Linked DNA regions of Rattus norvegicus: region 1 is linked to region 2. The links are chromatin contacts, called in public HiChIP or PLAC-seq maps. All regions are on one chromosome and are shown on one strand. The core of a region is the stretch at or near the end of the contact, and the rest is flanking DNA. Distances in the headings are between cores, read along the strand shown. Region 1 has its middle 63 kb from the start of Fndc3b. Region 2 overlaps Fndc3b (fibronectin type III domain containing 3B).

Evidence for each region. HiChIP or PLAC-seq counts read pairs in DNA pulled down with a chosen protein or histone mark.
Region 1: an H3K27ac HiChIP or PLAC-seq map of oligodendrocytes shows a contact between it and region 2, with 13 times the contacts expected there. The contact joins two enhancer-like sites. A contact is called at or near these places in 1 of 12 Hi-C or Micro-C datasets (Schwann cells) and 1 of 1 datasets of contacts at active chromatin or transcription factors (oligodendrocytes).

The regions. Positions count from the first base shown.
Region 1 is chr2:112,536,568-112,542,005 of GRCr8, forward strand. It overlaps a transcript of Fndc3b not described here. Among named protein-coding and RNA genes, the nearest start is that of Fndc3b, 63 kb to the left of the region's middle. Within about 2 kb of position 3,539, at least 7 of the 93 cell types and tissues checked have an H3K27ac peak or open chromatin away from gene starts, as enhancers often do.
Region 2 is chr2:112,394,551-112,400,316 of GRCr8, forward strand. All of the region lies in intron 2 of Fndc3b (fibronectin type III domain containing 3B), which reads right to left. Among named protein-coding and RNA genes, the nearest start is that of Fndc3b, 79 kb to the right of the region's middle. Within about 2 kb of position 2,856, at least 15 of the 93 cell types and tissues checked have an H3K27ac peak or open chromatin away from gene starts, as enhancers often do.

The DNA.
Region 1 (5,438 bases), core at 2,289-4,788, 140 kb after region 2:
ATAATAAGCTCAGTGGGGTAAATACACAGTAAATGTATGAACTGTTTTTGTTTTTTGAAGACAGGACTTTTCCGTATAGCCCTGGCTGTCTTGGAATTCTCTCTATAGTCCAGGCTAGCCTCCAACTCAGAGATTTGCCTACCTCTGCCTCCCAAGTGCTAGGGCTAAAGGCATGTGCTACCACTCCCAGAAAATAAATATTTTCTAAGTTGGTAGTCCTAGAGTAGACACGTTCTCAAACAAACAAACAAAAACCTTCAGGCTTGAGTGACGAATGTAAAATATACTGAGATGTCATTCTAGCTTGCTTTTCATGACTATGAGAAAACACTGACTAAAACCAACCAGAGGGAAGGGGTTGTTTAGCTTGTAGGTTACACCCTATCATGGAAAAAACCAAGACAGGTGCATAGAGACAAGAACTGAAACATGGAGGGCCTTTGCTGACTGGAGTTTCCAGGCTTATGTTCAGCTACCTTTCTTACAAACCCAGGACCACCAACCTAGGGAATGGTGCCACCTACAGTGGGCTGGGTCCGCCTTCCAGCCCGACTTCATAATTGTCAATCAATAAAATGCCTCACAGACAGGCCCACAAGCCACTCAATGAAGGCAATTCTTCAACTGAGGTTTCTCTTCCCAGGTGTGTTAAGTTGACGACCAAGATTAGTCATCACAGATGTGTTTAAAGATACTTGATTATTTCTGGTAAATTCCTCTAGTCACCAAGAATGTCTTCCTTTAGAAGAAATAGGAAAGGAGTACATGTCTAACCTATCTAAATATTTAATTCATGAATTCCTACATCTACACCCAAAGGCAGAGGTAGGAGCAAACGGGCAGCTCAAAGCAACAGTGGGGCTAGAGATGCAGCCCAGGGGGCAGAATGCCTGCTTATTAAACGAAAGATTGGCACACGCCTATAATTCAACCCTCAATTTCAGCACTTGGGAGGTGCGGGCAGGAGAAGCAGACATTCAAGACATCCTCGGCAGGTAGTGATGGAGGTCTAAATGAGACCCTGCCTCAGAAGACAAACAAAAGCAGTAGCATCCTTAAAGCCTTTAGGGGCCAACAAGATGGCTCAGGCCTGGAAAGGTGCTTGCCACTTAAGCCTTGTGACCTGAGTTCAGTCCCCCTGAGTTGATTTCCTCGCCTTACCAATATGCCATCAAGTACTTACAGATGAAGAGACATTCACAAGGGCAAAACAAGTGTCCCCAGAACACCAAAACCAACAAGGTGGCAGAGTTGTGCTCCACTTGGGGGTGGACAGGAAGGTGGGGTGCTGGCTGCTCTGGTTCACTCTGAATGCAAATACAGCTACAACTGCTGCCAGGTGCTGGTTCAAGTTCCTATGGGAGCACCAGGAAGAAGGCAGGTATTGTGACATCTACTGTGAACACCAACCTTCTAGGGTCCCCTGCTTCTCCACGGGTTCCCAACAGTGAGCCACGATCAGCCCACACTGTGATCTCTCACTGTTTCGAAGGGCACTAGTTTTCCCATCCTGCTAAAATGGTTTGTTCTCTTAATTAGATAAACATTACTCTGGTGATATATTTAAACTTTTGATATTTATACTAAAACCTTTTTTAAACATTATTTACTTAGAGCAGGGAGGGCTTGCATGTGTCATAGCAAACTTATAGGTCAGAGAATAACATATCAAGAGTCGGTTCTCACTCACCACTATGTAGGTCTTGGGGTTCAAATTCAGGTCATCAGGCTGCAAATGCCTTTACCAGACCAGCCATTTTGATGGCCCTAAAACCTTTACATTAGGCATAGGGTGGTCACTTGTCATTCTAGCTTTGCCTGCATAGTTACAAAGTTCTAATTAGCTGCAGCTAGACAAAGTACAATGAAGGTACATCTAACAAAGGTCTCTTTCCCAGAAGATGCAAAATCCAAGCACCTAACAGCTAAATTAAATCATTTGTTTCCTGGGGTTTCAGAGAGAGAGAGAGAGAGAGAGAGAGAGAGAGAGAGAGGGAGGGAGGGAGGGAGAGGGAGAGGGAGAGTGTGTAGGAGGAAGGGAGAGGTGTTGACACTGGGTGTGTCTTCCTCAATCACTCTCCACCTTATTGTTGAGACAGGGTCTCTCAGTGAACCGGTAGCTTGTGGATTCAGCTTGCGTGGTGACCAGCGAGCCGCTGGGCTCTTCCTCTCCGCACTCCTGCACTGCATTTACAGACTTGCCCCGTCCACAGCCTTTCACATGGACGCTGGGGTCCACACTCAGCTGGCAGCACAAGCACATTATTCTCTTTGTTGTCTCGCTGAAGGTATGCCGGTTTTACCACTTGTCAGATTTTGAAAGGGAAAGAAGAACTGGAGTGGCCACCAGCCTGCTTCAGGGGTTGGCTGGGAGTTTACTCTGTACAGTTGCTAAAAAGATGAGCCAAGCTGCTCTGCGTGTAAGAAGAAAAATGCTTTAAATGCTTTGCCTTTACCAAAAGAAAAAGAAGAAAGGAGAGCATTCCATTCACAAAGAACCGAGTCTCTCTGTCACTGTCTTCTGCATCAATAAGGGTATGAAATAAAGTTACACTCTCAGCTCAAATACAGTCATTTAACACAGACACTTTAAACACTGATACCAAAACCTCAACTCTCTTTGCTTTTAGCTCAACATCATCTCACAACACCCCCAATGCCCTCCAAAAACACATGCATGCACACATGTGAATGTGCAAACACACACACACACACACACACACACACAGAGAGAGAGAGAGAGAGAGAGAGAGAGAGAGAGAGAGAGAGAGATTTAGAAGTCACAGGGAGGATAAACACTATGGTCATGAAATCTAACCGGAGTTCCACTCAGGAGCTGTGCTGGAACTGACTATTGCCAAGAACATTAGAACTTATGAATGTGAAACCAACACATCTTAAACCGGTGCAGGGAAAAGAAATTCAAAGACTGATCTCTGCTCACAGGAGGAAACATCCTCACTGGCAGAAGGCTGTCCACAGGACCTCACAAGATGACAAGCTCCTCACCCTCCTATCCCACAGCTCCTGTCCCACATACCTCTGGTCTCCAAGGACTGATCCTTGTTACTAAATGTACTACAAAGAACTGTCACCCAGGTGAGCCACGACTTCACACTGGGTTCTCCTTGGCTGAACCTTGCAAAGGGGGTCAGGTAATCCCAAGCCACCCTCCTGTGCTCAGTCTGACAGAGTGCTTCCGTCTAGCCACCAGGATCCAAGCATGTTCCACACACACCCCCACCCCAAAGCACTGCTCACCACCTGCTTCAGGGTTGACTCAAGGCCTCTGTTTATTCTACTTTATTCATTCAGACACCAGAGTGTAAACTGAAGAACAAAGCCGCCCCTCACCACCCACACATTCCCGACAGTAAAGAGCGAAGGTCTACCTGGAAACAGAGTTCTACCAGGAACACTCTGAAGCTCTAGTACACTGACCTCAACGTGAAGAATAGCAATGGTGTCTCCACTGTGCAAAGTGGGGAGGCTGCAGGGATTGGCCAGCCCTGAAAACAAGACGATGTTCTCAGCTGCAAGTGTTGAAAGCTCAAATAAGAGGCTCAGATAACACAAGGACTAAAGCCCTGCCTGTCATTCCGTCTTGGAATCTCTTCTCAGAAACTGCACTTCTGCTTCATCTCGACAATGACCCTGGACTGAGAAAGCCACACTGGCCTGCCCATGCATTCAACAATCTGGTCCAGCCAAAACCCACCTTGCCGAAACGCACAGGGAGGGCGACTTAGCGGCAGGACCTATCCCACTGTTAATGAGGAGTAAATAGGAAACATCTAAGCTTTAAGTTTTATTTACTGACCACAAAAGGGAAAGTAAATGATTTTCAAACTGTCTCAGCACAAATCCATGGCCTCTAAAACATGCAAATAACACAGGGCCAGCTCCAATTGAAACTCTGTCATAATAACAACTGCTGAATTTATGTAACGCTTTGTCAAACCTTTTTAAAGACACAGACTAATGGGTGCGATAATTGTTTTAAAAGATACACATGAATTGTATTCTCCTTATACTAAGATGAAAAAAAAAAAAAAAAAAACAAGTTGAGAGGTTTAAAAGTTTGCCCGAGACACAGAGATGCAAAGGAAAATGATTCCTTGACAAACTAACTATGTTTGCTGACACAAAACTCCTGCTAAGATTCAGCCCTTAATCTTTGCCTGTCAATCCATGGCTTCAAGATTACTGTAAGTCTCTCACTTATATCTTGATGTCCTAACAAATTGAACCATGCATATATCATGGTTAAATCTTGTTTCCATATTTGGCACACTCCCTAGGACACTATAATTCTATTTATAACACAGTTCTTTATCCTGATTCTGTGAACATAGTGAAATGCTCCCCACGGCCAGGAGTGGGTATGAACAAGACATTCAAACAGCCGAATGTTCTCATTAACCAATGCCTTGCCTGTGGTTGAATTTATAACTTTCCAATAGCTGGAGGCAACGTGATTTATATTCACACTAAAAATAATACTGCAATTTAAAACTGATTCATTGCTGTAAGTCTCTGGGATTCTACTGTGTTCTAGAGCCACAATTATGACCTGTGATTACCCCTGCAACTCGGAAGGACACACACGCATTCAGGTATCTTTATAGTGAACACGGAAGTTGTTTCTTAAAAAATCTTAAGAAAGTGTGGGCTGAAAAAGCTGTCTCAGGAGCTAAGAGCTTGCACAGCTCCTATGAAGGACAGAGTTCAGTTCCCAGCACTAACCGGGACAGTTCACAACCTGTAACTCCAGCTGCAGGAAACCTTACACCTCTGGCCTCCAAGAGTGCCTGAACTCACACCAGCCGGCCCACACAGTTATACACATAATTAAAAATAAATTTCCTTTTAAATTCTAATAAAAACACATTATTTCTCATTTGTCTTTCCCTAAACCATTTGAGAAACGAGCCCAAGTGACTACACAAATAGACAAGAGGACTGGGAGAGAAAGCTCAGTGGGCAGGAGTGCTTCCCTGTAAGCATGAGGACTTGAGTTCGAATCCCCAGGCCCAGTTAAAAAGCCTGCTGTGGCCACAGGCTCCTGTCAGCACAGCACAATGAGAGGTAGGAAAGGAGGACTGCTGGGTTTGTGGCTGCCAAACCAGCTCTGTCTCAAGAGAATAAGGCAGACGGTGACAGAAAGGACTCTGGCTTCCACACCGGATACAATGTGCACACACATTCACAAGTGAAACACTCTGCTCCTGGAGTTAAAATATATTTCTTTTCTTTATAGCTTATGTGGAAAAATGGCTTGACACAAATTAAATACTCTTATACATTAATCTTCCTGGTGGGGTGAGGTATCAAGGGTGCCCATCCCCATGTCTGCCACTGCCACCCTCCCCTTACACTCAGAACAAAAAAGAAAGGTTCTGGGTTATCTGCAGATAGAATCCAGTCAGATGGATGCT
Region 2 (5,766 bases), core at 1,606-4,105:
TACATTCATACATAATATACATATATACATATACATACATGTGTGTGTAAGTAGGTAGATAGATGATAGATAGATAGATAGATAGATAGATAGATAGATAGATAGATAGATAAGATAGATAGATAGATAGATAGATAGATAGATAGATAGATAGATAGATTGATTGATTTAAGCCGTATTAACAAACTGTCAAGGAGCTGTCTTCAGGTCCAGCATTAGGTCTTAACACATTAGAATATATGTTCATTTTCTATTACAAATTTCAAGGCAGCCCGAAGAGATTAAACGAGGGTATCCTACACCTTTCCTTACTATACCTCACACTCAGGTACTCTGGATTCAATGGCGCCATACCCTGTCATGGGTCTCATTTCAGTTAACTTTAATATAGTGTTCTGAAACTAAGCTTTTTACTTTCCTTAGAAACATCTAGAATTTATGAAAGCCAGGCACTGTATCCCTAAACAAGCCAGCAGTCTCATTACTCTTGAAATTAAAAGCTGTATCCTTGAATAGCTTTTTCATAATCCTGAAAGTACTCACAACGGCTTCACTTACCACAATTACTCGGGGAAAGAGGTTGATACCTCTGGATTGATTAGGTACAAATAAAATAATGCTAGGAAATGGTTTCCTCATGAGCCTGCAAAAGGCCTGACTAGCACCGAAATGTTGAAAAGAGCTGGTTATACAACCCAATATTCATATGACCATGCAGCAGTGAAAATAATGAGACAAGGTTCTCTCTCTCTCTCTCTCTCTCTCTCTCTCTCTCTCTCTCTCTCTCTCTCAGGCACTCATACACACACACACATGAACAAAGACCCTATGCATATATTCTATGTGTATGATCTACACATCATATATTACTATTCATACAGCTAAATATATTAATATATATCTTGATTTTACTCAAATACTTTATAATGATTCATGTATTTGTGGTTCAAAATCAAACTGCCAATTAGTTCTGAGAAAAATGGCCAGTTTTACCTATCAGACAATAACACAATTCAATTAATTTGTAACAAAAAGACAAAAAATTAGTTAAGCACTAAACTTATTTCCATAATAAAAACATTTTTCCCCTACTGGATATCATATTTAAAGTTATCTTAGCTTCATAAATGCTGGATTTTCAGTATCCATCAATACACAATTCTTCACACGTCTGATGTAATATATACTCCAAAAATTAAGAGAAGATGATGAGGTCCTGGGAGAGTAAAGTGCAGTCTTTTCCACTGGCCAGCCCCACTGCACAGCGACAGCAGAGATGATGAGACCACGCCCCTACAGATTTAACTTCAAACTCCACCAATTAGAAGTTGTGTGGTCTTGGGCATGGTATTAAAACTCTCTCTATGCCTCAGTCTCCCCCTAAAATGAAGAAATTGATATAGGGTGAGCATACCTAACCCAAATCTAAAATGCTCCAAACTTAAAATTTTGTGTGCCAGTGTAAACAGACATTTAGCACCCAGATATTCCGAAAACACTTCTGGTTCTGAGTATTTCAGATGAGGAATATCCCACCTGTAGTATCAACCTTGCAAGACTGGTACTGCTTAAGAGCAAGAGCTGGCATGCATCAAATGCTCACAAGAGGGCCTCGAAGATGTTCAGCTTGCTGGACCAGCTCGCTGGTTGTCATCACCTTGGCACTAGGGGCAGAGCTGACCTTTACTCTCCTAGTCTAACCAGTGTAGTCCAGATGTAGGCTGTTATGGTTTTGGAACTGCCCATTTCCAGGCACAGGTAGAACTCGATAAGGAGTGAGTCACAGACAAGCAAAGCAGTAAAGGCTGCATCTGCAGAGTGAGCCAAGAACTCCTTTATATATAGCAGCTGGGCTCATCAACAGTGAGGACTCACTGAGGAGGACCAGGCAGCATGTTTTATTGCTGAATGAGAAGCTCCCCTTCCACTCATAAAACCATTTGTATCTGGCAGTCGACTACAGAAAGCCCTCTGTGTTTTCTCCACAATACCAAGCGAGGCTTGCCTGGCGTATAACAAGTACTTAGTAGTCCATTCAGATCAAAGTAAGGAAGCATCTCAGTGCGGGCTTCCAGAGAGTCTATAAATGGGTGCTCCCTCAGCACTCAACAAAGATTTTTCAAACTTTAAGGCCTAGAACAATCGCTAACCATCATTTTCCCAGAAACCAAGATCTCAATTTATATAAGCAAATACCAGACTTTACCAGAACATACAATTACCATAGACTTCAGTACAGAATGTAACAACAGAAATTTTATTTTATCTTCATTGTCCTGTATACTGTAAGTTTGGTACTCTAAAAAATAAAGGCAGGTTTACAATGCAACAGGCACCCCTTTCTATCAGCGTGGGAATTATCCAGGTGTGATGAAAACCTGTCACCTACTCAGTAGGATATCATGAGTGCATTCTGGGGTACCACTGTACTTTACGGTGTACTTGGTAACAGTAAGCAGGAACATACCATCCCTTGGAAGATCCCTGCAGGAAGTTTTATTTCTGTTTAAAAAAAATTGGGAGTACTCTCACAATTCTATTTGTCAGGGGGGAGTGCTATTTATTTGCAAAAGCTAGTTCCAGGGGGCTAGAAGAAAGGCCTTTCATTGGAGCTATCTCTTCCTCTCTTCCTTTCTCTCTGCTCCTTTCCCGCTCCCCTTGAGAAGTGCTTCTGTGGCATGTTTGGCTTCTAAGGGCCTAATGAGGCCCTGGATGCTACAGTGAATGTCGAGGCCTGAAAGAAATATTTCTCTCTCCCTCTTTGAGTCAGAAAATCTGAACACAAGAGGATCCATTCAAGGCATGATGGAGTGCCTCACAGAGGCGGCAATATGTTCCCGGTTGGCAAACAGAGAGCTGTTTGGACAGTGAGGACAGCCGTGCACTCAGCAAACATCAGCTTTCCGAAGACTTCGCAGGAGAGAGAGGGAGACGACGTGGGCCCCTTTTCAGACTCCAGCTCCAACTTGGGACAATCTCTCTAAACAAAGTGCCTTTGTTCCCAAAGGCACAATTCAGTGGGTCCCAACTGCTTTCCTAGAAACTATGTACATCTATTCACAACTGCATTCGAGCCAAAATCTCATTTGTAAAGACCTGAAAGGGCAAGGAAGTGATGGGAGACACCGAGATTTCCATCTGTATACTAACAGACAAGGAATGACTGGGTAGCTCTGTGCCTGTCGGCTAGGATGGCGGCTAGAGAAGAGTCAGCCCGCAACTTCTCAGGCCTGTCTTGCCCTTGTCGGTTGCTTTTAAGAGCAGGGGTGCTGCTGTTGCTGGATCTGAAAGACATCAACAGACATCCCAGAAGGAAATCGGAGGGAATCATGAGCAATAGACATGCCTGGTCAGGTTGTTTCCTCCTTGGATGTAATCCCTCTCTCCCTAGGATTTCAGAAGAAAATGCTTACAGGGTTTCACTAAAATGGTCAGTTTGGAAAGATAGCAACACTGAGGAAGAGTCCCCTGAAGCCAAACTTTTATCAGATTCTCCATGACATGAGTAAACAAACATGGAGTAGCAGACAACCTTGCCTAGGCTCGCTTCCTTCTCTAGACATAAGGCGCTACTTCAACTCAGGTATGCGGTGACAAAAGACTGTCACAGTGACGTTTTTATTACCATCAATGCCAAGAACTAAACTTTGGACAAACCAGGAACCCAGTTCAGTAGCTCTGTGTTTGATGAGTACTATCAGTCTGGGTTCAGCCATCAACACTAAAAACAAGCAGATGAACAAGAGTTTTCATTTTGAAAATATGGGTAATGTCAGAGGAGACAGAGCAGAAAGGTGAAGTATCTTACAGGATCTGTACTCACAGTCCTCAGTATTCTCATTATTCATAACTGCTACTCTCCATCAGTACAATGTGCAAAGGGCAGATGTCGGAACCTAGACAATTCTGCACAAGTGTATTTGAAAGGGAACGTTCTAATGTAGGAAAACTACTGCTGTTCACTGGCCTGGTTTTGTACAGTCCACAAGCAAATAGTTTCCATATTTTAAAAGAGCTATGGAGGAAAAATAGAATATGCATCAGAGACTGTATGTCTACAAAACAGGCTATTTTCCTGCCCTGCCCAAAATGAGTTTGGCAATCCCTGTGCTTACCCACTACAAAAGTGTTAAATAATAATTCCTGGTTCTTCTTGAGACAAACGAAGAACACATTTTCAATTAATGTCTGTAAGGGTCAGAGGCCAGAGACCCGGCGAGGATGAAATGAGAGTGTTAGAACAGGATGACCCAGCCAGGAATCCACTCACCCAACACCAAGTGCTTAGTAAGACAACCCTAAGATTTTACAATAAGAGAAAACCTTCATCCTTTGGGAAGATACCCAATAAATTGTACAACTTGCAGAACGCCTACCTCCTATGCTCAGAATAATAACTACTCGCCTTTATAGGCGGGTGTGAGTTGGTCGGAGTGGCAACGCCGATGAAGAGCATTCTTACTTAATAGGAGTGGGGAGGGAGCGTTACTGTGTGTACCGTCTGGAGCTCACTAGTTCTCTCAGACAAACAGGGAGACATCGATGGGTGCTCTGTAAAACATGCTTTCCCTATCAGCATACAACATCCCCATATGGACCAGTCTGCACCGGGAAAAATTAAAGATTCCTTCTGCTTTTGGTGACTAAAGGCTAGAAGCTTTATCACGGGCTGCTCCACTCAAATTGATACCTGTTCAACTGATGCAGCAGTAAACAGAAGGAGAGAGGAACAATTCTTTCTGCATGACAGGCAGTCCAACTATGTTACAGTTGCCTCAGAAAAGTCTAAGGGAATTCATTAGTGTGGACAGCCAAAATTCTATTTATTTAGTTTTAATGTGAACATATTTTCCTTTGTGAATGCGTGCAGGTTTGAACATCCATGCTTGTGGAGGCAGACATACAAGTACACATGTAGACAGCGGACAGCCTCAGGTGTCTGACTTCACCCCTCAGATCATCTGAGATGGGACCCCTGCTGGTTTTCTGCTGAGTACAACACACTACCTGACTTGCTATGTTCTGGGGATTTCCCTGTCTCTGCTTCCCATCTCCCTTTAGCAGCCCCCAGGACGCAGCTTTTGTGTGGTCCCTGGGGTTTCAAACTCTGGCCTTTCGGTTGCAGTCAAGTACTTTTAGAAGCTAATCACACACACACACACACACACAAATGTGTGTACATATATATGTATGCATGCATGTATATGAAATTCTAAATATAACTTGTACCCAAGATATTGAACCATAAAAAGACCTACCAGACAAAAGATAGGTCATACCCAGTTAGTACACTGTATAAGAAATACACTAAAAAAATATTTCTTATATATTTGAAAGTCAAGTTTATCTGGGCATTTTATGAATTTGATGGCTAAGTCTGGTACCCTTACCACAGTCACAAAAAGCCATCAACATCTGTTAAACATCTGCCAGCAGACAGCACTGTCTAGATAGGAGGGTGAGGAACCTTGGAGGAAGAGATAGTTCATTTCATCAGAACTTAGTGCTAAGAATGCTTCAGAATGAAGGTTCAGGACCCTGCTGGAGGTTGCTGCTGCCCAATCACAGGGAAGGAAGGAGCAGGGCAAAAAGGAGCAGGGCAGGGGAATGTTGGGGAGGTAAAGATTCCCTCAAGCACTAATACTCTTTCTCATAAGGTCACTAACAAGAGAGCTGGTGATGGCGCTGCTGGGAATTAAGCAAAGGGTCCACCCTACACCTTATAAGCTATTATTATTCCTAATATAGCTAAGTGCGGGCATTAGT